Linked DNA regions of Zea mays: region 2 is linked to region 1. Evidence: chromatin contacts called from public Hi-C data. All regions are on one chromosome and are shown on one strand. Each heading gives the region's core, a stretch centred on a gene start, on an enhancer-like site or on the middle of the called end of the contact. The rest is flanking DNA. Distances are from core to core; before and after follow the strand shown. Region 1 holds the start of LOC103633183 (asparagine--tRNA ligase, chloroplastic/mitochondrial). Region 2 holds the start of LOC100382038 (small G protein family protein / RhoGAP family protein).

Region 1 (2,951 bases), core at 66-2,565:
ACAAGCACAGTAATGAAAAATGGCAATTTATTATGAGTTAACCTGCAAATCAAAACTGTGTGTTTCCGCAAGAGTGGTTGTGGCGTCAGGCAGTGAGATAGCCTCAAGAGGTCGTGCACAATTCAGTCCCAGCAGCAATCGACTTGCTTCCTGTCAAAAGGAAAAAGTTGCCAGTATCAACAAAGTGAACCTAAATGTCATCTAGATATCCATATGATTACGACCCAATGAAACAGATCGAGAGTTGAGTACAGCAGGGTACAGTATTTACGATTCTGAAATCAGGCCATAGGTAAATTTCAGCTCCACCGATATTGCTAAGTAAACACCATTACATCTGAGGCTCTGTCTAGGAACAAAAGAGGACATGTACTAAATTCTATCGATTTTTTGTTGTTGGAAGAGGTACACAACCATCAGGCATCAGTATGAATATTATTACAATAAGCACGTTTATAGTCCACGTGATTACTAAGCTCAGTGGTGCAAAATAACCACCTATATGAAGAGAAAGTGACTAGTTGACCGCTTGATCGTTAATTGGGCCAATTCAGAGAACTAAAACTGTTCACAAACTTCCACCGTTCAACTGCCGGGGCAGCTGGACCACTCTTCCCGGTCGCAATTTGTTATCCAGTCAGTTCGCCCAAGCACGCCTTCTGGACTGGATTTGGATACGGCATCCATCCAAGAAGCAAGGAACGGGCACGGGCGACGGCACGGCGGCACGAATCTGAGCCTCCGCCTAGCGATCGATGGAATGATGGGAGAGCAATACCTGGAATAGATCGGGGGAAAGGTTGGCCTCCAGGAGCCTGTGCAGGGACTCGTACCCGCCGATCGACCCCGCAGGCGGTGGCGTCTTCCCCTCCTCCCCCTGCGCGACCCCTGAGCCGTTGCTGGTCGCCATTTCCTCTCGCTTGCGCGCGCGCGCCGGGAGCTTCTTGCCTTCTTCCCTCGGACTGGACCGATCGACTCGGGGAGAGGGAGAAGCGAGCAGGTCTCTTCCTCAATCAACTAGTGGGAGTGTGAGACGTCACGACGAAAAACATGTGATGTTATGTGATGATCTTGATTGGCTTCTTGCATGCTTTTCGGATGGATGATAAACACCAAACACCCAATTCCCATGTGATTTGGATTGACTTCAGCCTGATAACGTGTGATGCTGGGATGATAATACGATAATAATAAATAATATTGTACTTATAACTCAACAAAACAAAAGGATTCGTGCAAATAAAAAAAGTGGCACCTGTTAATACGTAACCTACAAAGACGGGTTACTAGAAATACGTCAATAGGCACAGGAGACACGTTAGCCCCTCGATCATAAACGGACGGCTCCTAGGCGGGGGAAGCAGATAGGCCCCGCCAAGAGCCTACCACACCTGCCACCGCCTCGCTGCCGATGTCGGCGGCCGCCGCCGCCCGGCTCCTCCGTTTGGCCCCGCGCCGGCTCCAGGTTCCAAAGGCCTCCCCGCTCGCCGCGATTTCGTTCCCGCTCCCGCGTACGACACCTCTCTCCGCTGCCTCGGGGCGGCGGCAGCGCTTCTGCGCCGCGGCGCAGGCCCCCGCCCCCGCATACGCGGCGACAGGGACGGCGGGCGAGGCCGTGGGGGAGTTCAGGAAGCGGCTGCGGGTGGCGGACGTGAAGGGCGGGGAGGACGAGGGCGCTGCCTGGGTGGGCAAGGAGCTCGCCGTGCGCGGGTGGGTGCGCACCTGCCGCGCCCAGAGGACCGTCACCTTCGTCGAGGTGGACGCTTGCGACTTCATTTTGCTATGGTTTTGATCAATTGAAATTTGGTGCTACAGTGATGCGCGTCGTTGGCAGATTTTACTTTTGCTGAAATGGGTGCATATGGTTAGCTGGGTGACTCTAGTGAATGTATCTATGTGCCTTGCTTTTGTACCAGGAATCATGCTATCGAATAGGATGCTCAATGAGCGTTTCACAATGTTAACAATGCCTTGATATTTGGTTAAATATTCTGAGTGATATAGTGCTGCATGTTTCAACTGATAGTGTATCTCTTTTGCTCTAGTAATGAACAACAAGACCCTAGCTAACATGTCATAACACTCTGGCTAAGGAGCCAGTCAAATCATAATGCTTATGCACGTCACAAAGGAATTTATGTTTATGGACTCAAGTAGCTCTTGTCTTCTGCACATGCATAGATTACCATCCAGAGGAACAGGCATTATTATTAATATTGTTTTCTTTAAGAGTCTAATGCATTCTAAAACTTCAACTTTTAGGTCAATGATGGCTCTTGCTTGTCCAATATGCAATGTGTGTTGACTCCTGAAACAGAAGGCTATGACCAGGTATTACGTTTTGCCCATTTTGTGAAGGTTGCAAGTTTATACTTTTGCAAGCTTCTCTTACACTGCATTGGTTGCAGTTTATAAGGCTATAATACATTTTATTTGTCATTATTTTCAATGATGGCTGTCAGATAGACTCTGTCACTACTGGAGCATCTGTACTAGTTGAGGGAGTTGTTGCAAGCAGCCAAGGCGGTAAGCAAAAAGTGGAGTTGAAGGTTTCAAAGATCACTGTGGTAATTATTCCAGTACTTCAGAATTACTTTTAGTTCAGGAGTTCCTGTGAAAGAGTATAGTCTGTAACTGACTAGCTTGTTAAGATGTCAAGAAATTTCTTTATGTTTCTGCATTTCTAAAAAAGTACAGGAATACTTATTTTGTAGTCAGTAGTTAGTTAATGTCTCATTTAATCATTTTGCATGCCAACTGTAGTCAACTGAAGCATCCTATGAGGCCATATTTTCTGTTGTTCTATTGTTTCAAGTTGTACACACGCTATGTAACTTCCTTTGCTGTATGCTATACTTAACTAATCAGGCCTCTACAATTACCTTTCGTTTGTCAGATTGTGGACCAAGAACATTCAGAGTCTGATGACCTTATTTTTTTGCGCCTTTATT
Region 2 (2,700 bases), core at 17-2,516, 190 kb after region 1:
AGGGGGGGTTTGAGATTGTAGTTTCCCTTCCGCACGGGAAATTCGTTGTCCCCCTTGCATGCGGGGAGGCTAAGGGTTATTGGACGTTTGGGAGAGCACGAAACACGCTAATCTGTCATGGAGAGCTAGTGAGAGGGACCGTTGGAGGCCGTCTAAGGGCCTGTTTGTTTACCCCAATGGATTATATAATCTAGATTATTTTTGGAGAATTATATAATCTGGATTATATAATTTGGATTATATAATCTGAGTAGTCCTGTTTGTTTATCCAGATTATCTGGCGTGTTTCTGTTGGGCGGCGGACTTCTCTGATCCGATAGGCGCAAAAACGATTCGGTAGATTATAATGGCAATGATGGGTAATTTCTAGGAAACTTGAAAGGGAAGTGGGGAAGTGGGATAAAAATAATCTGAAATAAGCACCTCCTCACTTGCTTATGGATTATCATAATCCAAGGGGTTAGATTATATAATCTGGACAAATAAGCTAGACTGTTTGTTTGCCTCTTAGGATTATTTAATCCAGATTATATAATCTGGAGGTAAACAAACAGGCCCTAAGTAACATAATACACATTCTTTACATAGTTTTGTGTTTGATACTATATGCTCAAACATAATACTACCTCCGTTCTAAATTAAAATTCGTTTTACTTAATCAATGAGTTCATATTATATTTGATGTATGTGTTTTATATATGCGTCTAGATTATTTTTTATTTGGATATAGAGCTAAAATTTTTTTTGGAACGGAGTGAGAGAATATAAAACAAAGTCCACTTATATAATATTAATCGGTGTAAATAAGTGAGTTTTACGGTGTCAAATGTTCCCAAAGAAAAAATAAACTACACTGACGCGAAATTACCCGTGAGAATAGTCAACCACCTATAGGCGGGCGAAAGCACGCCTGGTCGCCTGCCATCGCAGTCCCACCACCCGTGATTGCTTGCACCTATCCCATCCCGGCTCCCGAGTCCCGCACGCACGAATGCTTCTAGAAACAACAACCAAGGCCAACCATCGTCTTTCATCTGGAAAAAACGTATATTTTTTTACAGTCCTCCTATCCATCACTTGGAGGACTAAAAAAACAGATCAAAATTTATAAGACACTGTAAAAACTATCCTTTGCATCTTAATGCAAAGAAATTTTCCTCTCATCCCGGCCCACGTGGAGGTGAGTGAGCGAGAGGCCGAGCGGCGTAGCGCGGCGCACGTCACGACCGGGAAAGGGATTCCCAAATCCCTACCGCGTCTCGCTCGCCTACGCCAACCAGAATGGCAGAATCCAACAAGCGGCAGAGCGCCCCAAACAAAACCCAACTCATTTTTTTTTCCCAGCTCGCGGAACGGGCGGCCTCGTTGCAACTTGCAGAGACCCAGTCCTCTCGCTTTCTCACCGCGATTCGCCTCGCTTCCATCCGATTCGATTCGGGAGCTAGAGGAGAGAGAGGAGAGGAGAGGTATGGTAATCGCCTTGAGCGTGCTCTGCTTCCTGCCTCTTCGGTCGCCTCCAGCTCGCTGTTCATTCCCGCTCCGCCCGCTGATTCGCCGGATCGGGCCGTGGTTCGTCCGATCCCGCGTCACTCTCTGTCGCTTTGGTTTGGTTTGGATCTTAGCCTTTTCGAACTTTGGTCAGCGTCGAGTGTGTGATTTTTTTTTCTCGATTAAGGTTTTTATTCGTCATTAGCTCGAGCTGTTGATCTACTTTGGCTGGTTGGTTTATCTAGGCTTGCTTGGTTTGGAGTTGTCTCGTGTTTGGGTTTGTGATTAGGAGCCGGGTTCGTTTTGAGCTCGTCTGGGCTTAGGAGTAATATAACCGTGCGGTTCAGCTTTTCATTTGTTGTTTACTCCTTCAGGATGTCAATTGATGTTAGATGTTTTACGGAGTTATTACTCCATGATTCACACAAATTGAGTGGTAGCTGCGTTACGGGAGTGGTTCTGGCGTTCTGCTTCTGATTTTCCACTGTGCTCTACTGCTACGGAGTGTAGGTTCATTTCGAGGTTCTACTACAGCTGTTCCATGGCTCAATGGATGTTTCTTATCGTTTGCAGGCAGTGATGCCGCTGGCTGAGTCGCCCCCGTGGCGCCGCAAGGCCACAGATTTCTTCTCCACGTCCAGTAAGTGTGACATCCTGTTGTTTGTTGTAAATCACTCGGTAATCATTTTCTGTACGAATATTCCTACTTAAGTGTAATCATTCCATCAAATTGCTTTGTCACGATGATGTCGGGGTTTATTAGTACTCCATAGCTTTTTGGCACCGATAAAGATAAGAATTATCATGTGCTTTGGTGCTATTATCGAGTTACCAGTATAGTCCTGAGAGTGTGACTGCGCAGGCTGCTTGTATCCTATTACCTTTTTTATGCCTGCTTCACCTAGAGTTTTAACCTTACTGCGCCAATTTAATGCAGGTGTCAAGCTGAAGCAGGCAGGCCAATCGGCCGGGGATAATATAGTTGATGTTGCTGGGAAGGTTGGGTCCGTGGTGAAGAGTCGGTGGGCTGTCTTCCAAGAGGCTAGGCAGCAGCAGCAGCAGCAGCAACGTCCGCCGCATGAGACAGTGCAAGAGCGTATCATCACTGCTGCTGCCTCCACTGGTTTGCTTTTCAGGAAAGGCATTTCAGAGACAAAGGAGAAGGTTGCAGTGGGAAAGGTCAAAGTTGAAGAGGTATGCATGTGTTTCAAC

Evidence for each region. Hi-C and Micro-C count contacts between places; a contact is called where the count stands out from the background.
Region 2: a contact with region 1 is called in a Hi-C map of tassel, with 1.8 times the contacts expected there. The contact joins the promoter of LOC100382038 here to the promoter of LOC103633183 in region 1. A contact is called at or near these places in 3 of 25 Hi-C or Micro-C datasets (ear, leaf and tassel).

What each region holds. Positions count from the first base shown.
Region 1 is chr7:155,588,050-155,591,000 of Zm-B73-REFERENCE-NAM-5.0, forward strand. LOC103633183 (asparagine--tRNA ligase, chloroplastic/mitochondrial) reads left to right here and starts at 1,316. Exons shown (of 15, transcript XM_020540738.3): 1 at 1,316-1,756; 2 at 2,263-2,331; 3 at 2,463-2,567. The coding sequence starts at 1,412. It overlaps LOC100283449 (beta alanine synthase 1), which reads right to left and starts at 1,060. Exons shown (of 6, transcript NM_001156350.2): 1 at 779-1,060; 2 at 43-150. The coding sequence starts at 910.
Region 2 is chr7:155,777,937-155,780,636 of Zm-B73-REFERENCE-NAM-5.0, forward strand. LOC100382038 (small G protein family protein / RhoGAP family protein) reads left to right here and starts at 1,267. Exons shown (of 10, transcript XM_008653421.3): 1 at 1,267-1,569; 2 at 2,062-2,128; 3 at 2,426-2,682. The coding sequence starts at 1,282.